2 separate regions of the Arachis hypogaea genome follow, and region 1 is linked to region 2. Evidence: chromatin contacts called from public Hi-C data. All regions are on one chromosome and are shown on one strand. Each heading gives the region's core, a stretch centred on a gene start, on an enhancer-like site or on the middle of the called end of the contact. The rest is flanking DNA. Distances are from core to core; before and after follow the strand shown. Region 1 holds the start of LOC112722417 (transcription factor MYB1R1). Region 2 holds the start of LOC112722416 (pentatricopeptide repeat-containing protein At1g74850, chloroplastic).

Region 1 (6,431 bases), core at 532-3,031, 130 kb before region 2:
TCTAATCCATCGCCCTTTTCCTTCAACATCTTTCTCTTAACTTATCCCAATAATAAAACATCTTCTATCTGTGAATCCAAGATGCTCTAGACATGGACTTTATAATAACCATGAGAGACATCATGTCTATCAAGCAACACTTATGACGCTATCTCCGTTATTTAAACTCGGAATCGAATGGAAAGCCGAATGTCTTGATGGAGTCTGTCTTTGATCAGATGTGAAGGATAGTCCCAGGGACAGTGTTGGCAAGTCGAGGGGCGAATTAGAGCCGGAGGCAACATCAGACACGGTGCAGGTTTTAGGATTTGAGGCAACAGGAATCGGATGGAGTAGCTTGGTTTGCGCATTAAGCTCCATGTTTGCCTGTCCTAGAGTTAGTTCATCCATTGGATTCCCAGCTTCGACTGATGAAATCACACCTGGACCAACCCCCAATGGATACACCGGCACCATCGGAAATCCATTGGTGTTGCTATTCTCAGGGGCTGCAGGGCACAGAGGCTGTGAATGAGGCACACTGTCTCCGTTCTGGATCTGTTCTTCCTCCATTGGGATCGAAGAGACCTAAAACAAAAATTAACAAGATCATGAATAATATGTTTCTCCACACCCCATTAGTAAGTCAACTCTTTCAATCTCAGCCTGGGGAACCCACAAGAACCTAAACCACCCCTATTTCCCCGTTAGATTAGACATCTCCCTAGTTCCCTTCAACTAACAAAAGAATTCCATAATGAAATAAACAAGACCCCACCAAGAACAAAAAATAATAATGGTTTTAGCTAATATGTGCTCTTACTGAACAAAAACCATATGTTATTAATATAAACAAAAGAAATACCTCAGAATTAAATGTCACGCAATACTGTATTGATGACCAACCAAAACATGAATCCAGAACAAAATAAAAGAGAGGAGATTATTTTACCGAATCGGTGGTGATGTCAAAGAGGCTGGATCTACGGCGACGGCGGTTGAGATTGCTCCGGCGGAGGAAGTACTTCTGAGCATGGCTGGCGACCTGCGTGGGCGTCCGAGTCTTGACGTAGTTCCTAGAGATCCCTCTCCAATCACCTTTCCCTACCTTCTGCAATCCAACCAGGAACAGCTTGTGCTCTTCCTCCGTCCACGGAACACCTGAAGTTTCCGATCGCAATTTCAGTTTCACTCTCATCACCAGAATAATCAATAACCATAGGTATCAATTTTACAATTCATTCAACAACACTAATTGATTATCAATTTATCATGTGAATCAACTTTTTTAAACAGAGATCAGTGATCGATCGGAGAAATTTATATATGCGTGGTATTGAAATTTCGAACCTCGCTTGCGCTCGCGCTCGCGGTTCTTGCCGGAGTTGTGAGGAGCGGCGTCGTCGGCGGACGCGTAACCGGTGGCGGAGAAGGCAGCGTCTTTGTTGTTGTTGGATTCATCTTGAGGATGCACGTACTGCGACAGATTGTTCATACTGACGCTTTTCCTCATGGAGTCCACCACCACCCTAACGCCGAACAGCATAATCTCGCCGGCGGCGGGGGAGTCACCGTCGCCGGAGATGGAGGAGTCTGCGGCGGCGGCGAAGGTGCTACACATCTTCTTCGATCGAGCTAATTGAGTTGGACTCGAGGCGGAATCGGAGCTTCCGTACTTGACGAGTCAGTGACTCGGTGGAGAGAGAGAGAGAGAGAGAAGAGAATCTGGGAGATAGTGGTGCGTGCTGTGTTTAATATAAGAGAGGTTGAGAATGGAGATGAGGTGGCAACCATGTGGACTCAGAAATTTAGAAAATATTTTATAATAATTATCAGATAAAATAAAATTTTAGGATTATTCTCTATGAAAATCTATTATATTATTAATTTTACAATCAAAATCTATCATATCTCATTTTTTTATCTATCTATCTATTTTATATTATAAAAATGACGTGGCATATTTTAGAATATATTTTTTAAATTATTTTTTTAATTCATTAAATACAATTCATTATAATAGATTAATTATATCAACTAATTGATTTGATTAGATATTTAAGTATCACATAATTTAATATTATATATATTAATTAATTGAATATAATTATTAGAGTATAATTAGGATCAATTAGATCAATTAGTATTATTCAACATATCTGAATATTTATCATAAAATATTAGGGCTTTATTATTTCAATTCTCTTATCACCTATAAATACCATTTTATATTGTATCATTTTATACAATTTGAATACTCACAAACCTTTTTTTTATTGTTCTCTCTCCCCTTTCTAATATGGTATCAAAACCATGGTATCCTCCTTAAGTTGGATAAGTTGATTTTCTTCTGGTAAAATCACCATAATCTATTCTATCTATTCTATATTATAAAAATCGAATTTTTTCACTTAATGATAAAACTGGCGTGGCATGTTTCGGAGTATGTTTCCTGAATTATTTCTTTTAAGTTTTAACTCATTAAATATAATTCATTACAATGGATTAATTATATTAACTAATTGATTTGATTAGATATTTAAGTATCACACAATTTAATATTATGTATATTAATTACTTGAATATAATTATTAGAGTATCATTAGGATCAATTAGATCAATTAGCATTATTCAACATATCTGAATATTTATTATACAATATTACGTCTTTATTATTTCGATTCTCTTATCACCTATAAATACCCTTCTATATTGTATCATTTTACACAATTTGAATACTCACAAATCTTTTTCTTATTGCTCTCTCTCTCCTTTCTAACATGGTATTAGAACCATGGTATCTGTAATACCCGGTCTAACCGAAATTAACTAAATAATAAGTTAAATAAGAGCGAATATGGTTGGAAGATTTGGCAATTGAAATTTGATAATTCAAATATGATATTTGGATTCAGTGAATTTTTCCGAGTCGGAAAACATAGTTTTCTGCGTAAAAGCGCGCAGTGGAATTTTGACCGGCAGTACCGGCTGAGATCTGTCTGGTACTACAGCTGAGGAAATTGATTATGGGTAAATAAGATTAATAAATGAGGAACTATAATTAGGGAAGGTAGAAATATTTAAAGTGCAATTTAGAGCGCTAATCTTAAAGGTTTTGGCCCAAAATAGGGCCAATGGGCAAAAATAAGTGAACCGGGCCTAAGTGGGCCCAAGACCCAACATATATAAACATTAGTTATGAGCATTTCAGCTCATTTTGCCCTAAAGAAGGGGTGTTGGGCGCTGAAATTGGGAAGAGAGAAAACCTAACTCTCTTTGATCTTCAAACCACCATAACTTGAGCTACGGAGCTCCGATTGACGAGCCGTTTGCGGCCACGCGTCGCTCTTCTCATCATCTACAATTCTATCTAAGTTTTGTGGTAAGTATTCTATTCATCTCTGCCCAGTTTTCGAAATTCCCCAGTGTTACACGTTTTTGGGTAATTAGTGTTGAAATCTTGTGATTTTGGGTGTTTAGGGATACTCCAACATGGATTCTAAGTGGGTTCTATCCCTACTTCATATGGGCTGAGGTAAGAAGTGCTCAAACCCTTGTGATTTGTCATTTTTATGAGCCCTAGGTTGATGTATGTATGTGATATTGGTTATGTTAGTGTATTTGGTGATGTTGGTGCACAATTGGGAGATTGGTATTGCTTGAGGAGCTTTGGTGAGGCTTGGAGCTAAGGTTGGTGAAGACTTCCATAGAAGAGGCTCAATTGGTTTGGCTACAAGAGGTACGGTTTAAGTTTCATTTAAGTACCGTGTGTTGTGATGAGAATTCCTAGGCTAGATGCCCCTAGGATTAAGTTTGGATTGTGTAAATGGTTGGTGCTAATATGCATAGTTGGTATGTAATGTGAATTAATGATTTGGGTTGAGAATTGTGTGGCCTTGTATGCTTGATGTATTGAGAATTTGATATACTGGGTAACGAGTATTGATTTGTGGTTTGTGCATTTAAATTATGATATTGGGCCGGAGGCCGTGGATTTTGGGCCGGAGGCCGAAAAAAGGTGAGAAAGGTAAGTTGATGTGTGCATTGTATGACACAAGTGATTGGATGAATTTCAGATAATGAATATATGAATGATTGGGTTGGTTATTGAATAATAAGGTTTGAGGAGTTGAGGTGTGGGATTTGGTAAATTTGGGTGCAATTATATAGATGAGGTATGTTTGGATTTGGTTGAGATATATTATATGGTCATATATGTGATTATGATTATTGATGCCTTGATGGTATGATGATGCATTAGAGATATGTTTGTCGTGATATATGCTTGAGGAATGATTAAGGTTGATTTGTGGGTAAAGCCACGTGATAGTGAGTACGATATTGATTATGTATAATGATGGTTGATTGGAAATAGTGTTGTTGAAATTTGGCATGAGAAAGAGTATATGATATGTAAATGTGTTTGAGTTTGAGAAAGTGTCAACGTGCGAGTTGAGGAGGCTTGATGTTGATCTTGGTATATTTTGATTGATTTCAAAGAAAAGGCTGAAATTGGCATGTTTTGATTGATTTTGAAAAGCGTTGAAAATGGCTTGTTTTGAAAATGGCACTTTGTGGTTTTGTATGGAAACATGGTTTTGGGGCATACTTTGACGGGACATAACCTGGACTACGGATCTCTGTTTTCTGCCAAATCTGTTTAGAAATGAAATTGGATCCGGGATGTCCATGCCATTCGAAGGACGGGTGAAAAACGATTTAAAATGAGAGAGTTATGTCCGTCGGAAGATTGGGGGTTGAATCTGTAAATTCTGCAGCTTTTAACTTAGAAAATTTTTAGCAGAACGACCCTACGCGCGTAGGCGCACCTGGCGCGTGCGCGCTGTTCTTCCAGAAAGCACCATCAACGCATGCGCGTGGTGTGCGCGGGCGCGTCGATGCGCTGTACCAAATGCCCATCTATTTTCCAGAGAGTTGTGCCAGGGTCGTGCCAGTTTTGTGCCCGGGCGCAAGAGCACCCACGCGTACGCGTGGCTGACGCTTGCGCGCCATTTGGATATTTTTCAACCCGCGTGTTCGCGCGTATGACGCTTGCGCGTCGATGAGTTTTTGGCCATCCACGCGTGCGCGTGGAGTGCGCGTACGCGTGGCCCTGTTTTCATGCCAAAGTTGATTTTTGAGTTTTTAAAGCCAAACCTCATACTTTTAAGCCTCCGATCTCACCCCTTATGTATTAAATCATTATGGTATGCCTAGCAATGAGGAAGGAGCTAGGGGATGTGGTAACTTGCGAGTGAAGCAAGGGAAAAAGGTTATGATCAATGATGATCAGATATGATTATATGGGATATGGAGGATGACGGTGGAAGTACCGTGTAAGCCATGAGCCAAAAGGCTATAATTATTGATAAATGGCCGGTTCTTGATTGAACCCTGGGCCGGATGGCTGAGTTATTGTCGGGTTACGGCAAAGCCATTAATGTTTATGGCTGAGTATAAATGCATATACGATTAATGAATGAATGTGTTAAATGGATAATAATGGAAAATGTTGAAATGTGATGTGTGACCCCGGGTAGTAGGCAGTGGCGTTGTCCACTTGCTCCGGTTATGAGACGGAAAAGGATGTTTATGATAAATGAGTTTAATTATGGAGTTTTGAATGAATGTATTTGTGATACCTGGGTAGTAGTAAGGGTTGTGGTTCGTCCCACTTGCTCCAGGTTAATGTTTGAGATTTGATAACAATGAGGATTTATAATATGAATTGAGATTGAATGAATAATGATGAAAAATGTCAAATGTAAGCATGCTTGTGTTTTCTCTCTGGTTGTAAGGGTGACAGGGCACCGATACCCTCTAATGGCGACAGGGCGCAGATACCCTCTAATGGCGACAGGGCGCAGATACCCTCTAATGGTGACAGGGCACATATTCCCTCTAATGATATTAATACGCAACAGAGAGACTATGCCCGGGTTAGCTACCGGTCATGTTGGGTTGGCTTGATAACCGACAGATGATATCATCAGCCATAGGGCAGGCATTCATCATTTGCATATGTTTGAATTGTTTGGGTTTGCCTATTTGTTTTGGATTTCTACATTATATATGCTAAGTTACCTGATTATGTGCTACTTGTTCTACTTGTACCCTAATTGTGTATTACTTGCCTGTATTGCTTGTGTTTGTACAACTGAGAGGCCCCTCATGTTGGTGTCGGTGGAGGTTGAGGGCTGTTCTTGATGAGATGAATTGATGATGCGATTGCATGATGATGGTGATCATTAGTTGAGATGATTTGAGCTCCCTGGGTAGACGCAGTGATGTAGTTTCACTAGCTCCAGGCGAGGGTATGATGTATTGATATAGAATTGCTGAGGCAGAACAACTGGTGATGGTTTTGCTTATAATTCTGAGTCTGATTCGTGGAAGAGTCAGCGAGTTGGGAAATATGTGAAACATGAATTAGATTTAGCACTCCCTTATGA
Region 2 (6,264 bases), core at 969-3,468:
GCAATATACACTTAATACTGCTTCGAGTGTCAGCTCATTAGGATCGCAGTTAGCCTTCTCCATCTCCACATACGCTTTTATCGCCTCTTCATGCTGACCTCCTTGCCTGAAAGCTTCAATTAAACCATTAAACGAATGCACATCCCTCTGCAAACCTGAATCACCCATCTTCAATAAAACTTTTCCAGCCTCCTTGTACAATCCTCCCTTTGCAAATGCACGAATGAGCGAATTGTATGTCTCGACAGTTGGATTGCTTCCCACTTCATTCATAGTGTTAAACGCAACTATTGCCTCTTCATACAGTCCAGCCTGGCCATAGGCTTCAATCACCCCAGTATAAGCCTTGGAACTCGGAACCATTCCCTGAGCATCCATATGAAGTAAAATATTCTTGGCATCCTCATAGAGCCCTCCCTTCCCACAAGCAAATATCAAACCCTCATACGTCTCCGTGTTAGGCTGTACATTCTCCTCCACCATATCATGGAACAAAGTAACCACCTCCTTAAAGTATCCACCTTCTCCAAACACCTGTATAAGAATGTTATAGGTACCAGCATCAGGCTCTGTGTTGCTAACTTTCATCTCAAGGAAAAGGTCCCTAACATCATCATACTTCCCCTGCTTCCCATACAAATTCAACAGAATACTATAAGTGGTCGCGTTTGGCACGCACCCTGCCGTCTGCATCTGCCGGAACACCCCTAGTGCCTCCTTAATCGACCCCTTCTCAGCATACGCATCCAAAAGCACATTATAAGACGTCACATCAGGCAAATTACCACCTTCCTCCATCTCCCTAAGAAGCTCCGAAACCTTCTCAAGTTTATTCAATCTCCCAAAAGTATCAACAAGGTAACTATAAGTAGTGATATCAGGAACAACCCCACCTTCATTCATAGTCCTGAACACCATCTCAGCCTCATCGCCCAAACCCCTACGAGAACAAGCATGAAGCATAGTATTATACGTAACTACATCAGGCTGAACCCCTTCATGCCTCATCTCAGCAAATAACCCTAACAAACCCTCCCAATCCAACCCACCCCTCGCGCAAGCATTGATTACAGTGTTGTAAGTCAAGATACTTGGTGAAACCCTCTCTCTCTTCATCAAATCGAGCAATTCGAGGGAGGTCTGGTACTGTCCGTGGCGGCCATAGGCGTTGATTATGGCGGTGTAGGCAAAGACAGAGCGAGGAACGCCTTGTTCAGGCATTTCATCGAACACCTCGCGGCACTTGTCTAGGAGTCCTTCTCTGCCGAGCAAGGTGATGACGATTGTGTAGATGTGCTCGTTTGGCTTGCACCATATCTGGCGCTGCATGTGCTTGAAGAGTCGCAGGGTTCGTTGCCAATCGCCACGCGCGGCGAACTCCTTGAACACGAGAGCGAAGTCGTTGAGGGAGAGCTTGCTCTTGAAGGCGTCGAGGCACCGCGCGATGCTGCCACGTGGCGGAAGGCTGCTGAGCTTATTTATTAGGGTTTCGACGTCGTAGCTGTACTTGCCTTTCTCCACCGTCACCGACGGGTTCCCGAGGACGACCTCGCGGGAGCGAGCAACGGTAGTGAACTGGATGCGCCGACCGTTGTGACGACGGCGGAGGTAGAGGTGGCGGAATTGGTGGTGGTGGTGGAGCTGGAGGTGGAGATGGTTGGTGTTAGGATTTAGGATGAGGGTGGCGGAGAAGGGTGAGATGTTGGGGACGGTTATGGAGGGTAGTATGGTCATTTTATCTGTGAAGCGAGCTCGGTGTTCAGAGATTGAGAAGGTACCGCAGTAGCATGTTGTTGTGGATACTGATACGGTGCGTTTTGGCTGGAGGAGGAAGACGAAGATGGAGGAAGCCAAGCTCTCTTAGCTCTGTGAATGAGTTGAGAGAAGGCCACGTGGTGTTTTCCATTGTAGATAAACCGATAAAAATGAGAAAAAGGTCATCGGGTTATTTGACCCGACCCATGATAAGATACATTTCTGACAATGTGCTGGCGATAAACGCCAAAATGGATACCTACCACTACCAGCGAAGGGTAAATACTGAAAGACGTGAAACTGAAACTGGACCCGTTTTGTTCCGGGTTCGGTCCCCCGGAGCAGTTCGCGGTAACGGATTTTTAAACTAAAGGTTCTAGCGGGAGAAAGAGCTAAGAAGCAACCGCGTCCGTTTTTCGTTATAGATTATACAGTTTACAGTTCTAGTACCTGATTAGTGATTACAATTCTTCCGTTATTTTTAAATCCAATTATAAGGTCATTGATTTTAACTTTTTAAGTGATAATATATTTACAATCGGATAGTCACCAACAAAAAAAAAAAATATTTACAATCGGATATACTCTATTATTTTTAAGAAATACACCTTTAAATAATTATGTGTGAGATATCAGATATATATTACACTTTTTAACAATAAATGTGTGTGAAAGTTTTTGGTTACATCAGAAATTCAGAATAAATCTATTTATATATATCAACTATAGTGAATTTTAGGCATATGGATGTATAGCAAATGTAAATATTTTTAGAAAATAAATTAATATATTCAATAGATTATAAATATGAAAAATTTAATTTTTATCAATTTAAAAAAAAAATTTTGGGTTAACTACTCAAAATGTCTCTGAATTATTTAAACGCTGACAAAAATACACTCGAATTTTACTATCAACAAAAATACCTTCAAATAATTTAAAAACACAACAAAAATATTCAACAATAAATATAGATTTCCAAAATATACCTTAGAGATTGAATTTTGATGCAATTTTTTGCAAGTACAATTATAAAAATAAGGTATTATTATACTTAAAATTTAGTGATTTGTCTGTTAAGTATATATTTTTTTTATAATTTTTTTGTTAACAACCAATAATACTTTTAAAAAATCACAAAACAATATATACTTAACAAAAAACCACCAAATATTAAGAATAATAATATCTCATTTTTTTAATCATACTTGAAAAAAAATTGTATCAAAATTCATTTTCTAATGTATTTTTTGAGAAATACATATTTAATGTTAGTTTTTTTTTTTTGCAAGATTATCTAACATTAAATATGTATTTCTCAAAAAATACATTAGAGATTGAATTTTGATACAATTTTTTTCAAACATGATTAGAAAAATGAGATATTATTATTTTTAAAATTTGGTGATTTTTTGTTAAGTATATATTTTTTGTAATTTTTTTTGTTAACAACTAATAATACATTTAAAAAATAAAAAAATATATATACTTAGAAAAAAATCACCAAATTTTAAGAATAATAATATCTCATTTTTTTAATTATACTTGCAAAAATCACATCAAAATTCAATCTCTAAAGCATTTTTTGAAAATATATATTTATTGTTGGACATTTTTGTCGCGTTTTTAAATTATTTAAATAGTAAAATTCAAGCGTATTTTTGTCAATATTTAAATAATTCGAAAACATTTTTGGTGGTTAACCCCTTTTTTTATTTTCTCCCTAACAACTACCCATTAATAATTAATAGGAATAAAAAATCAAAAATTAATTTTTTTTTTAAATAAAGGAGCTCAACATAATTAGATGGAACAATAACAGAATAAAAGGAAACTAAACAGCAAATATAAACTTACTTGAATCTATAATCATTTCCAACATTAATATCAACAACTATTAGAATTCATTTTATTCTATTCTTTGTAGCTCAAATAAAAACTAATATTTTAAGACGTTTTTCACCGTGAAAAGTTAAACCTAGAAATTCTGTTCAGTAAATTTGTCTTAGTGCTATTGCGAATGGAGAAGTTTTGTAATAACTTGAATAAAATATGCAATGATTAAAGGACTCTAATCAATTTGAATAGTCAATTTATTAATTAATTTAAACAAAAATTTAGTATTTAAATTCTGTTTTGTGTATGCAATAATTTACTGATTAACAAAAAAAAATTTAAATAAAATTTAAATCTGTAATGAATTAATTTTTAATCTATCAATTTAAAAAAAAAAAGCCAAAAGATGACGCTTGCAGTTGCATTGAAATGGAGAAATGGACCAGGACCACCGTTTCTTTTTTTTTTTTTTTTTTTTTTTTTGGTCAGAGACCACCGTTTCTTTTGAGCGGAAAGAAAAACCGTTTTGAGAGAGACTGTGTGCTCTCCTTGGTGGACTCCCTTTTTCTCTAATAATGCTCTAACATGGTCATTTCACATTCCGAAAATCCCCCTCCCTCCTAAAAATTGCATTGTATTGTTCTATAAAAGTAGAAAAAATTCAGATTTTACCTAAAATTAAAAGAATAAATTAAATATATAAAATATAAAATCATAATAAGATTTAAATTATAAAATGTTTTGATTTAATAATTTTTTTGTAAAATTAATTAATTCATTTAAAATTATAAAATCAATTTTAAGATAAAATATAGCGAGTACAGTTCATCTTAGTATAACGATTGAACATCTCTTTTAGAATTTAACTTTGTTAAAATAAAAGGTTAGTAATTAGAAAAATAATGCTCCAATTTATACAGGATGTGTTGGTGATGTGATCATGTGAATGACAATGATTCTCACGTTTGGATAATGGTGGTACATAAGATATTAGGCTCCTGAAGTATTCTTTTAATTTATATATGATGTTCGTGTGACATAGGAGTAAGTTGAGTAATCCTTTGAAATGCATGATCCAAAATAGTTGAGCCTCGTATATGACTATATGTCATTATGTTGCATGATATGGTCAACCGGTGAACTGGCGAAGCATGTTTTTCTCGTAGAAAAATTATACTTAGACAATAAAAATATTAAATAATATAAACAATTGATATATCAGATGTTCATTTTACTAAATATATGGATGATTATTCTAATATTAAGATTTGGGTGAGTAATTTAAAGATATAGTGTGTTTTAATTTAATTAATAGTTATTCATATTATTCAAAAAAAATTATTAATTACCTAATATAATTCTTTCTTGTATTATCCTATTTACTATTTACCGATGGAAACACAGTTTTACTTTAAAAATAAGTGTAATAACTCGTGTCATGCACGTCATAAGATTGAAATTATAATTTTAAATTATTTTGTTAAGATTAATTTGAATTATAATAATTTGATTAATAAAAATGTAACATATTATGTATTATTTATTTTTTCTTAATCTAGTATTAAATGTATTAACTCTAAAATAGTTATTAATTAGTTTTAATATTTTATTTTTTTCAATAAATCAAACATATATACTCAATGTGGCCATAAATAACTTAGTAATACTTAGACCTACCAACAATTTTTTATATGTTGTTTTACTGTCAAGTAAGAACATATCAAAATCAGCTCAAAATAAATAATAAATTATTAGAGAATTCTAATGCACAAAATTCTCTAATAAACAATAAATAATTTAAACCCACTAAAAAATAACTCAACACTTTTCTTTGATACCTGCAAAACATATACTTGAAATAATATTATATCAATGTTAGTATACAGTTTTACAATCATCGACCGTATTTACTATACGTGACTCCTTCTTAAAAGTTATTTTACATACGTGTGCAGTCGAAAGATAAATTACTGGACTTTATTTTATTTTACTAAATTACTATAATTATGCATTATTCATTAAATGCTACTTGTAATATAATTGTAATATTGTAATATAATTATAATAAAGATATTTTTCTAAAATAAAATTAGAAGAGAGAATAGTGCTTTCATTTTGGAGAGAAAATGAATTCACGAGGAATTGACACTTCACTTTTATTAGTTGATAATGTATTAAATATTGATTTTATATAATTATAATAAAAATATTTTTCTAAATTAGTATAATCATGCATTATTCGTTAAATGTTAATTGTAATATAATTATAATAAAAACATTTTTCTAAAATAAATTTAGAAGAGAAAATAATGATTTTATTTTAGAGGAAAAATGAATTCATGAGAAATTGACACCTTACTTTTATTAGTTGAAGGAAAAATCCAGTTTTAGTATATTTCTCGTTATTATATATTTTTCTCTAATCATATATTCACTGTTTTCTTTCCTTCGTTTCAGCATTTTGAATCTGGGTTTAACTTGTCGTAGTTCTTACTTCTCAGTCATTCTATTAGATGTAGTTGATAACTATTGAAATTATTTGATTAACATAGGAGAAAAATATATTATTATATGATAGAATTAATATGAGTATATTTTGTTATTAAATATACAAAGTTAATATAAAATAAAATTACACATAAAAAAGTAAAGAAAATAAAATTAAAATAGCAA

The links. Hi-C and Micro-C count contacts between places; a contact is called where the count stands out from the background.
Region 1: a Hi-C map of leaf shows a contact between it and region 2, with 5 times the contacts expected there. The contact joins the promoter of LOC112722417 here to the promoter of LOC112722416 in region 2. A contact is called at or near these places in 2 of 8 Hi-C or Micro-C datasets (both in leaf).

The regions. Positions count from the first base shown.
Region 1 is chr11:116,671,472-116,677,902 of arahy.Tifrunner.gnm2.J5K5, reverse strand. It overlaps LOC112722417 (transcription factor MYB1R1), which reads right to left and starts at 1,781. Exons shown (of 3, transcript XM_025773429.2): 1 at 1,330-1,781; 2 at 932-1,140; 3 at 1-567. The coding sequence starts at 1,600. The coding sequence ends at 130.
Region 2 is chr11:116,543,208-116,549,471 of arahy.Tifrunner.gnm2.J5K5, reverse strand. It overlaps LOC112722416 (pentatricopeptide repeat-containing protein At1g74850, chloroplastic), which reads right to left and starts at 2,218. Exons shown (of 4, transcript XM_025773428.3): 1 at 1-2,218. The coding sequence starts at 1,734.